Regions from separate parts of the Sus scrofa genome. Here region 1 is linked to region 2. A link is a contact called in public Hi-C data. All regions are on one chromosome and are shown on one strand. Each heading gives the region's core, a stretch centred on a gene start, on an enhancer-like site or on the middle of the called end of the contact. The rest is flanking DNA. Distances are from core to core; before and after follow the strand shown.

Region 1 (5,342 bases), core at 2,796-5,295, 110 kb before region 2:
TGTATGAATTCATGTTCTTTGTTCTTTAAAGTCTCCAGGAACTAAGCACCCATCCACCACACTTAGTGGGTGTTCAGAGCAACTGGAGGAGAGAGAGGAATAGTGGCTCACAAAGGAACATCCCACTGTGTCAGAGCCTCTCCGAGCTTAAACTTTAATTAATCAACCAGTCAGAAAAGCAGCCATTAAGCCCTGCTGTATTCATCATTATAAAAAAATGAAAAATAATTACACAGACAAGGTTTTCTAAAATCTCTCAGCCTGAGACAATTCTGCCTTCTATTTTTGTATAATTCATGTTTAGATTGTTGAGCAAGAAACTGGACAAAAGCATAGCAGAATGTTAAAAGGAGTTCTGGAATCCTCTTGGTCAAATATTAATTAACTGTATAGAAGCAAAAACCATGACCAAAGAAGTTTCCTTTTCCTCATTAATTAACTTTATTCATTGACAGAACATTATAAATCAGCTATAATTTAAAAAAATAATTTAAAAAACTTTATTTAATACCTATTATTTGCCAGACAAGGGACATACAGCAGGGAATGGGAAGAGGAAATGTGATACATATACTTGCTGGGACTTATATTGTAGAAGGGGAAGATATTCGATGCGTAAATAAGGCAATAAATAAACAAGAAAACACTACGTCTTGATTGCCAAAGGACTATGTGAAATGATGGAGGGGTACATTAGATTAGACTTGTAGGAAAGGTCTGTCAGTAGGTGACATTTAAGCTGAAACTTGAGTGACAAACAAAACAAAACAAAATATGAGTACAAACATCTGGGGGATGCATTCCAGGTATTTCTTGACTAAAAGCTCCATGAGGTTGGGACTGAGCCCTATTTAACATGATTGTCCCCAGAGTAATTACCAATAACTATAGGCACTCATAAGTGGGGACCACATCTGCTTGGTCCCAAACCAGGTGTTTGTGGTCTTCAGAATGTGGACAGTTACCTCCAGGAACTTTCCAGCATCTTCTCACTTTGCAAGTTTCCCTGACCAGCCACTGTACTCACAACAAAGCCATGGGCTTAAAGGCCTCAAACCAGTAGATCTAGCTGGCTCTTTCCTAAGGGTGGATCTCCTCACTTTAACTCTCTGATGTTTTTCATTTCTCACTTACCTTTTATTGGGCTCAAGGCTTTGCCTAGTCTCCATGTGGAATTTGCATTGGCATCTTAGGCAAAATAGCAAGAAAACCCCTCCCTCCACTCCTAAACCACAGCAGATGAAATGCTTGTGCTAGGAAACTCAACCCAGATGGAGCCTAACCCCCTCCCCAAAAGATGCCACATAAACCGTGTTGAAGATCAGATTCCCTAGGTCTTCTCTTCTAAGATTTCACATCCTCTGCCACAGAAAGTTCTTTCTCATGGTCCCTAACAGCTATAACCGCACCCATTTCTGCAGAGTTGGTTCTTGCTGCTGAAAGCCAATGGCTAACTAATCTATAGACTCGATATAGTAAAGGAAAGGATTGGTGAACTTGAAGATAGGTCAATGAAAATTAAATGAATTTAAACATAAGGCAAAAAGGAGTTAAAAACAGGGAAATGAAAACAAAAATAGAACAGAGCATCCTAGAGCTATGGGACAATAAAAGCTAATGGTTGGAAATGTAGTGGTTACATAAACCTGACAGATCCTAGGGTTTTTAGTTCCACCCATCTCTGTTTATCCCCTTGTCTATTACACAGAATTAACTTAAAATCCACTCAGAAACTCAACCTCTTTCAAGACATATTTTTGGCTGGCAAATTATAATATTCTAATATAGAACTTGTCTTCACAGTAATTAAAATGATGTTCTCATGGTTTAGGGACCATTAAAATAGGCTTTCCAGATAAAATACAGAACTCCTCATTCAATGCGGTTTTTTTTTTTTTCATTCTATTTCCCCAATACAATTTTTTTTCTACTGTACAGCATGGTGACCCAGTTACACATACATGTACACATTCTGTTTTCTCACATTACCATGCTCCAACATAAGTGACTAGACATAGTTCCCAGTGCTACACAGCAGGATCTCATTGCTAATCCGTTCCAGAGGCAATAGTTTGCATCTATTAGATGTTTAGTATAAGGAGAGTCTTGTGCAATATTTAGGACATACTTAGACTGAAAACTAATTCACTGTTTATCTAAAATCCAAATTGAACTGGGCATCATATTTTCATTTGCTAAATCTGGCACCTCTATATTAAAAGCCACCCTGTAACCCACTCCTCAACAGTGTCTCCTTTCTGACCATCCACATTGCCCGTATCTAATAAAGCCTTGTCGTAGATTGGTTTATCAGGTCTAGCAGGTATTAGCCTAAAGTAATGAGTACTTGACGAAGCATGGGACACACGACAGAGGAGCTGTGAGGAGAAAACCTGCTACAGAGGAAGGAGACCAGATTAAGAATCAGAATACCCTCTTCTGGAACCAGCTCTGCCTCTTACTAGCTGGCCTTGTCACTGAACCCCTGTGCTTAGCTTCTTAGTGTATAAAATGGAGATGCCATTCCCGACCCAGGTCCTTCCTGTGTTCTCAGATGAACCTCAGCACAGCTTTCTGTGGGCCCTTATTTGAAAACTATATAGGATGACGGAAGAAAGGGCCTCCAGTGGCCTTTGCAGAGTTCTTGCCCCTCAGCGGCCTTAGCAGTACCTGCTGCCATTAGTCTTGCCCACTTTCCCTCCTCACAAGCCAGCACTTCAAATCTTTATCGGTCAATAGCATTTATTTTTGGACTTTGCCAGCGCAGGCACGCCAGGCGCAGTCAGGTCCCCTTACATAAGTGTGGCAGAGCTGGCCCAGTCAGTCTTCAGAGAGGTAACTGCCAAGGGGAGCTGACAGTGATACGAGACCCTGTCCTCTGAGTCTGCCCTGATGCCAGCCGGGTGAGGTAAGCTCCTGTTGGGGGCACACTTCACCTGCTGGCTTCTGGCCTCTCCCTGGCGACCATCAGCTCCCAGCAGGCTGGCTAGGGTGTGAGAAACAAAACAGTTGTGTTTTATGTGGCTCCTGGCTAGTAAGTAGTGGCCTGTATTCCATACATCAACATGAGGACAGGCAGTGAGCTGGCTCCAGTCTGGAACGTGTATTCCCAAGTCGGTCGTCCAGTGCTGCTCTAGCCATCTCTTTGGACTCTGTGACCCTCGACCCTGGGCCCTGCCTTCTGGATCCAACATTCAGTTGCCCCTTCTTAGATGCCCATGAACCTAAATGACCCACTTCTCCCCTGCTATCACTCCCCCACCAACACAAGTGGCAGTTTCCAGATTGAGGAGAAATAGGCTTCATTTTCCTCTGAATCTAAGAAATAAAACTTGCATGAGCAGAGGCAAGCCACCCTAGGTGCAAGCTCTCTGTAGTCCATAGGAAGGAATGTGCTGCAGTGATAGTTAAAGAGATTTGAAAGATAGACCACAGAAAAATCTTATAGCCCTCTGGCTGTGGCCACATGCCTCTGAGGGAGGTTGTGGAAGCCTGTGTCCTCATGACCCAGAAGAAAAGGAAATGCGACTGCCCAGTAGGAAGCTCCTGAGGAGAGGACGTTTGTGATTCTTTGAATCACCATGAAAATAAGCCAGTGCTTGTCTGAGTGTCTGCTAGGAACACACGGCATCCACATTGCTAAACACAGCAGGTGTTCTCACCCAACTCTGGTGACTGGAAAAACAGCGGGCTTCAAACTCCTCCGACCACTCAACAGGCAAGCCAGGCCCAGGCCTGGTGCCCATCCCCCATGACCCAGTGACTCATGCTGCACTGCTGCCCTTCTGTGGCTCCCATGCTGACTCGGAGCTCTGCAGGCTTGAGAACCCAGGCAGTCACTAGCCAGCAGCACACTCTCACACGCAGGGCCCATCTGAATTCCATCTTGAAAGACCAGTCGAGGGAGGAGAGAAGGAGAGGGGCCCCCGAGGGAAGGGGTGGACAGAAAGACCCCACACTGGGGAGCGGCCTCCCTGGCTTCCCTCAGAGCTCCAGCACCAAGGTCTGGCCTGGGGCCCACCATCCTGGCTCCCTCAGACATGGCTGCTCTCCGTCCCTCCAGACCAGATCTTGTTTCACTAGACTTGGAACTCCCCAAGCCCTTTCCTGCTGTGAACTGATTTATTTGGATGCATCTGTCAGAGCGTGACGGAAGGGTGTCTGGACGGCCAGGAGCACAGCTGTGGCAGATGTGCCTCCAAGCAGGGCCCCTTCCCCTCCGTCCCCTGCTCCCCTAGCCTGGGAAAGGCTGGGGGAGGTTGAGGACATCTGTACAGCCCATGAGAACCAGGAAAGGCAGCAGGGTATCCTGGGGTCTAGGACAGGATGGAAGAGGCTAGTATTCCAGGGTGGCAAGTGCCAGGACATGGGGTTCTAACTTATTTTGCCATCAGTGAGGTCTGTGGTTGTGAGTGGGTCCATGGGCCTTTCAGTGTCCATTCCCTAAGTTCCTTTAGAGTTTTTCAGCCCCACAGGACCAAGCAAGCAGCTCTTTTCCTTGTTTACACCACATCTGGCCCTCCTCTAATAAAGCCCCAATCAATGCTCTCTAGAAAAAAAAAAAAAAGCATAAAATAAATTTTGCCAATACAAAGCACAAAATTTACAAATACTAATAAAACGCAAAATATTATTTTTTTGTCTTTTTAGGGCCACACCCCCAGGCTAGGGGTCTAATTGGAGCTACAGCTGCCAGACTACACAACAGCTCACAGCAACTCCGGATCCTTAACCCACTGGGAGAGGCCAGGGATGGAACCTGCATCCTCATGGATACTAGTCTGGTTTGTTATTGCTAAGCAGCAACTGAGAACTCCCCACAATATTCTTTTTTGTAAATCCATCTAGCCAATTGATTCTACAAGAAAGTGTTCAGAGTTCAGCTACCTAACCCTTGTATCTGTGGCGAGCCTATGGCTACACACAAGCATGAATTATCAGAAGGTTCTGTTTAACAATCAGCTTGGAAAACCCCTGAAAATTTAATGAGTGGCTGTTGGAACCTAGTAGGAGCTGACCCCACTCTGCACATCAGGCCTCTGAGCCCAGGGCCTGTGGTCGGCTGTATCTCAAGTACCCACCCCAGCCTAGCCCACAGTCATCACAGTTCAGCCTGCAGGCTGCTCCCTGAATTGAACCTGCTCTCCTTAATTTACCCAGAGAAGAAAGCCAAGTAAGTGGGGTCTGATAAAGTAGAACAGGTGTCCTAAGGGAGTGTGGCCAAGGATGAGTGGTAGCAGGTGGTGAGTAGCCAGAAGGACTCTAGTCGGGGTAAGCCAGAGACCAGAGAGAAGTGATCAGCATGGAATGAGGAGGGCAGAGGACAGGGAGGGTGTTGCTGG
Region 2 (5,750 bases), core at 2,778-5,277:
GTATCAACTGCAGACCTATGAGTAAACAAACCTTCAGATGATTCCAGCCCCAGCCATCAAGTCACCACCAATTTTCAGTCTTCTAGCTAAAGCCCCAGTCATCAGGAAGCAAAGATAAATAATTCCTGGTATGTCCAGTTCTGTGGGCATAACAAATGGTTGTTTTATCCACTCTGTTTGGGGATAATTCATTGCACTGCAACAAATAGCTAAACCATTCCATTATCAAGCTCATGGTGCCTTCCCACTGCTTCTAGGACCCAGTGTGAAATCCTTGACTTAACCTTCAAGGCCCTCAATAATCTGGCTCCAACTTCTTAGTCTCCATTTTTTCCTTTTTTTTTTTTTTTTTTTTTTGGTTTTTAGGGCTACACCCTCGGCATATGGAAGTTCCCCAGCCAGGGGTCGAATCAGAGCTACAGCTGCCAACCTACACCACAGCCACAGCAACTCGAGATCCAAGTGACGTCTGTGACTTCCACCACAGCTCACAACAATGCTGGATCCTTAACCCACTGAGCGGGGCCAGGGATCAAACCAGCATCCTCGTGATACCAGTCAGGTTTGTTACCACTGTGCCACAGTGGGAACTCCCTTTGTCTCCATTTCTTACCCTCTGCAGGGAAATTCTTCTTCTGTTACATTGGTTTACTCCTGCTTCACCAACATCCTCTGTTCTTTCTTTGGTCCCCTGGACCTCACTGTAACCTGCAACTGGAATGGCCTCACTGTGCAGCCTCACCAAATTCTCTACAGCCCTCAAGGCTTAGCTGTCTGCATCCCCTTCCCACAGCCTCTCGGAACAGGCCATGTAAACAAGGCACTTACTCTGCTTGGAATTTAGAGCTTCCATTGCCTAGTTCTAGCATTTTCTAAATGGAAAATGAAGATCCGTGGACTTAGCAATTTAATGACCTGTGTGCTTTAATGACTTAACAATATAATGATCTTTATACAATTTTCTCACATGGAAAAATTGTATAAAGAAATTGAAACAAATTCATTTATTTATGTATTCAACCAATAGCCTTCCCTGAAAACCTTGCAAAGTAGGTACTATGTTACACATGAGGGAATTAAGAATTAGAAAGATGAGTAAATCCATCTATCATTATACATCTAATATTTGGCAGAACTTGGAGTCACACCTAGATGTGCTAAGCCCGATCATAATCAATGCTTCATGTGGTAACTAAACAGGTATCGTCTTATATTATGTTTTCATGTTTTCCTTTTATAAAACAAATCTTTTTTTAATTTTTTAATGTAATGATTTTTACTTTTTCCATTATGGATGGTTTACAGTGTTCTGTCAATTTTCTACCATACAGCATGGTGAGCCACTTACACATACATATATGTATTCTTTTTTTCACATTATCATGCTCCATCACAACTGACCAGACATAGTTCCCAGTGATACACAGCAGGATCCCATTGCCAATCCCATGTGGTTCACACATAAATCAATTCTGTATTGCAAAATGTAATACATGCACATGATAAAAAATGTCAAATAGCTCAAAGAGTTATATAAGAGGAGATCTCTCTCCAAAACCAGGCTCTATCCCCCTTCCCCAGAAACAACCACAGCTGATGGTTCTTTCGTATATTTCTAAAAATATATGTGCACATATGTATATTTATTATATAAAAAAGCATACTGGAGTTCCCATTGTGTCTCAGTGGGTTAAGAACCTGATATAGTGTCCATGAGGGTTCAGGTTTGATCCCTGGCCTCGCTTAGTGGTTTAAGTATACAGCATTGCATGAGCTTCAGCAGAGGTTGCAGATGCAGCTTGGATCTGGTGTTGCTACAGCCGTGGCTGTGGCTGGCAGCTGCAGCTCCTATTCAGCCGCTAGCCTGGGAACTTCTGTATGCACAGGTGCAGCTGTAAAAAGAAAAAAAAAAAAGAGCATACTATTCACATCCTTTTCTTTGCAATGTCTCTTGATAAACCTTCTAAGTCAACATACATAGAGCTTTTCATATTCTTTTTCCTGGCTGCATAACATTTCATGGCCAGACCATGGCTTATTCAACAATTTCCCATTAAAGAGCTCATAATAGACAGAAGCAAGAGGGAGAGAGAGAAAGAGCGTGGATGGAAAACTACAGTAAAATGAGAAGGGTCAAGGAAGACCAGCAGTACTACAGGAAGAAATGCCTGATTCCCAGGTATATTGCAAAGGGAAAGAAAGCCTGGCTGGGGAATAGAAGTGAAAACAGAGGAGGCTCTGAATACATTGTGAAGAAGTGGGTCCAAGAAGAAATGGAGGGGGAGTCACTCCTGCAGGCTCAATGGGGTGAGAATTTGTCCTCTAACATCCTCTTTCCTGATGACTTCATCACCACTCCTTATGCTCTCCCCTCTTCTGCCAACCTCATCATTAAAAAAAAAAAAAAATACCCTACCTGAGAGAAAACAAACATGTTACTATTTATTCCTGCGGGAAGGCCCACTGGACACAATAGACAGCAGTACCAGCCCTAATTAAATGAAACGGGGCAGGTGTAATTCAAACCACCTCGGGAAAATATAATCTGCCACCAAAAAAAAATTCCCACCATTCAGACCACAGGGAAATCAGACCAGCCTCCCGCCCAGGTTCCCAAAGCAGAAAGGCCAGGCTCAGGGCAGCAAGACAAGAGAAGGTCCAGTTCTCGCCAGCAGTCTCCTCCTTCCCCTCCTAGCTCCATGCACACCCCCCGGCTCTCTGAGCCTGTTAACTGACAGATCAGAGCTGCTCCCTTTGTGGGCTGGATTGTTTAGCTAATTCACCCATGGAAAATGGTGCGGTTCAGATTCCAGGCTGAGGCAACCAGACACCCACTGTAAATCCAAGCCTGGGGATTGTATCTCTTTCGCCGCTTCCAGACACATAAACCTGCATCCCTCCTCCTCCCCACCCAGCTTTTCCTCTCTGCCTGGAAGGACCTCAGGGAGGCTCCACATTGGACCTGCCATTGAGAGCAGATCCAGAGCCAAGAGATGGGGCCAGATGCTGGAGAAGCTTTCAACTGGCCTCTGAATTTCAACCATAGATCCTGAAGAGTAAGACGTGAGCTTGACCTGAGGATGCTCCCTGGGTACCAATGAAGAGCACATGGCCGAAAGAAACTGACTGTACTCTCTGTATTGCCCTCACCAGCTGCCAATGGGCTCTGGAACTAGACCTGCCCTGATCCAAACCCCAATTTTACAGATAATTAACTGTGCAAGTTTGAGTAAATTGCCTACTCTCTTTCTGCCTTCACCTTCTAATCTAAAAAACAGGAGAATAATCCCTCCCCTCTCTCTCTCATAGGATTATTGAAAAATTAAATGGAAACCCATGTAAAGTTCCTAACAGTAGTAGTGAGCTTGTTCCCTTGCCACAGAAAAAGTCTTTACTCCCCCATTTTGGCCTCACTCCAGTCCTCCCTTCCAGGGTCCAATGAGAAAGTGGGTGACCTCATGCAGAGGATGATTGATGGGCACTAGACAGGCTCCCCAGCTGTTCAAGACTGTCTCCACCACCCTCATGCCAGCTGTCTGAAATGCGCCACTCACGAGTCACTCTTGTGGGCAGGGAGAGCTTCAGGATCGGTTAGCTGCAAGGGCTGTAAGTCTTAGTCATTCTCATTTACAGAAGGGGGCAATTGTGCAGATAACCTGAAAAGGCGGCTCAGCCTTGCCATGGGCTTTCAAATGCATTGGTAAGTCATAGTCCAGCCACAAGAGCAAAGCCACACGTGACTGTCATTCCACCCTTGCAGGGCTGGCCGGAGCACAGCCAAGACCTGACCCCTCAGGGGCTGGAAATGGCTGTTCCCCCAGCCCTCACTCCCACTCTGCTCCTGTCCAGGAGGAGCCAGTCCCATCTCCTTGACCTGGCCCCTGAGCTCCAGTTTCCAGCCATTTCATCACCTCTGGGTCTCTCCTCTGAAACCTCTCCAGGTTCCCCGTCCCTCTCAAGCTGCTCATCAGTCAACACTCATTCCTGAGCACCAGCTCTGTTCAATTGACTGTACTCAGAGCTGGACAAGGGACTGGAGCCAGAGTCTGGCCAGGATGGATGGAGTATCCTGGGGAGATGACCTCATGGGCCCTTCCTCCACGGAGTATTTTTAGGCACCACTTCCCTCCCACTCAGCTTCCATGGACTTCTAGTGCAATCCAGACTCCAAAGTCCCACAACATTTCTCATCATTTTCAAAAGCTTATGAAACAATAAAATGGAAACAATAAATATCTCCTTCACACACTCAGCTCCTATTTTGGGGACTGGTTTCTTTTTATTTCCTTACCACTTCTCTTCAGAAAATAAGGACCAACTCTTGTTCTTAAATATCAAGGAACTCTGGACATCTTTCTCAAGGTAGGCTGTGCCACCCACCTCCATGGCTGTGGCCCCACTTTAGGTGGTTGTGATGTGCTTTCCTTTGTTGCTAATCTAGTTTGAAGCAGATAGCCTAAAATCCTGGGAGCAGCCCTCCTCTCTGGTGTATGGAGAGACCCAGATCTTCTTGGAATATTCCAAGCAAGTAACATCAATAAATCTCAGGCTCTGGAGTTTCCTGATGGCTCAGTAGGTTAAAGATCCAGCATTGTCACTGCTGTGGCTCCAGTGGCTACTGTGGTGTGGGCCCCATCCCTGGCCTGGGAATTTCCTCTGCCACAGGTGGGGCCAAAAAGAGAAAATCTCAGGCTCTAATTAGTAGCAGTTTGTATGGATGAGAACTTGAGTCTGGGACTCAGGCTATCAGGGTCTCTCTCTCGTTCCACCTTCACTTTGCCAGTCTTTTTGAAGAAGTTAATTGCTCTGATGCTCTGATTCTTCTCCTGAACAGTCTGAAAGTTTTCTCCCCTCTTTGGTTTGCTTTCCCTCTTTTTTTTTTTTTTTTTATTTGGTTTTTGGTTTTTGGTTTTCTTTTTGTCGTTTTAGGGGCACATCCTCAGCATATGGAAATTCCCAGGCTAGGTGTTAGAGCTGCAGCTGCCAGCTTACGCCACAGCTCTGTTAGATCCAAGCCACATCTGCAACCTTCTCCACAGCTCACAGAAATGCCCAATCCTTAACCCACTGAAGTTTGAACCCCAGTCATCATGGATACTAGCTGGATTCGTTATCACTGAGCCACAACGGGAAATCCTCCTTTTTGTTTTTTAACTCCAAAAGAAATAAAACACTAACTTACAAATGCATCCACAGACTTTGAGATGGAAGAGACCCTGATGCTGCCAGACTCAGCAACCCACCATCTCCTCCCCTTCATGCTCTATCTCATCACCTACAAGCACTTGATCTAAACTGAGCTCTAGGAAACCCAGCTCCGGGCCATGCTCTGACCATGGCTGCCAACCCCTCAACGAGTCCTGAAAAATGAGAAAGTCTTCATAATCTGGGATGAGGAGAGAAGGAGAGGTGAGGCAGGAGGTGAGAGTCCTGTCCCACCCCACCTCACCCAACTCCAGTGAAGATATAAGCCAAATGGAGAGCAGTGCCAGGCAAATAGCTGACCCGCAGTAAATAAATGGCACCTTCTCCTGAACGATAAATGCTACTGACGACCAAGACTGGCCCGAGTGGGAGAAGGGCTTCACCCGGGCCCTGTGTAGTCAGGTAGGATTTGAATCAGTGGCCAACTAGGGGCAGCTGCAGTCAAGTTAGGGCTCAGCACAGAGCGCCACTCAATAGTCCCAGCTGACAGATTTGCAGTCAAGTTAGGGCTCAGCACAGAGCGCCACTCAATAGTCCCAGCTGAC

Evidence for each region. A called contact is a pair of places that touch in the nucleus more often than the background predicts.
Region 1: a Hi-C map of skeletal muscle shows a contact between it and region 2, with 8 times the contacts expected there. The contact joins two enhancer-like sites. A contact is called at or near these places in 4 of 47 Hi-C or Micro-C datasets (fetal heart ventricle, heart right ventricle and skeletal muscle) and 1 of 2 datasets of contacts at active chromatin or transcription factors (skeletal muscle).

The regions. Positions count from the first base shown.
Region 1 is chr15:119,068,249-119,073,590 of Sscrofa11.1, reverse strand. No RefSeq gene overlaps it. Among named protein-coding and RNA genes, the nearest start is that of TNP1, 33 kb to the right of the region's middle. Within about 2 kb of position 4,045, at least 9 of the 83 cell types and tissues checked have an H3K27ac peak or open chromatin away from gene starts, as enhancers often do. A contact at or near this core is called in skeletal muscle, where this site is marked.
Region 2 is chr15:118,954,633-118,960,382 of Sscrofa11.1, reverse strand. No RefSeq gene overlaps it. Among named protein-coding and RNA genes, the nearest start is that of IGFBP5, 80 kb to the right of the region's middle. Within about 2 kb of position 4,027, at least 13 of the 83 cell types and tissues checked have an H3K27ac peak or open chromatin away from gene starts, as enhancers often do. A contact at or near this core is called in skeletal muscle, where this site is marked.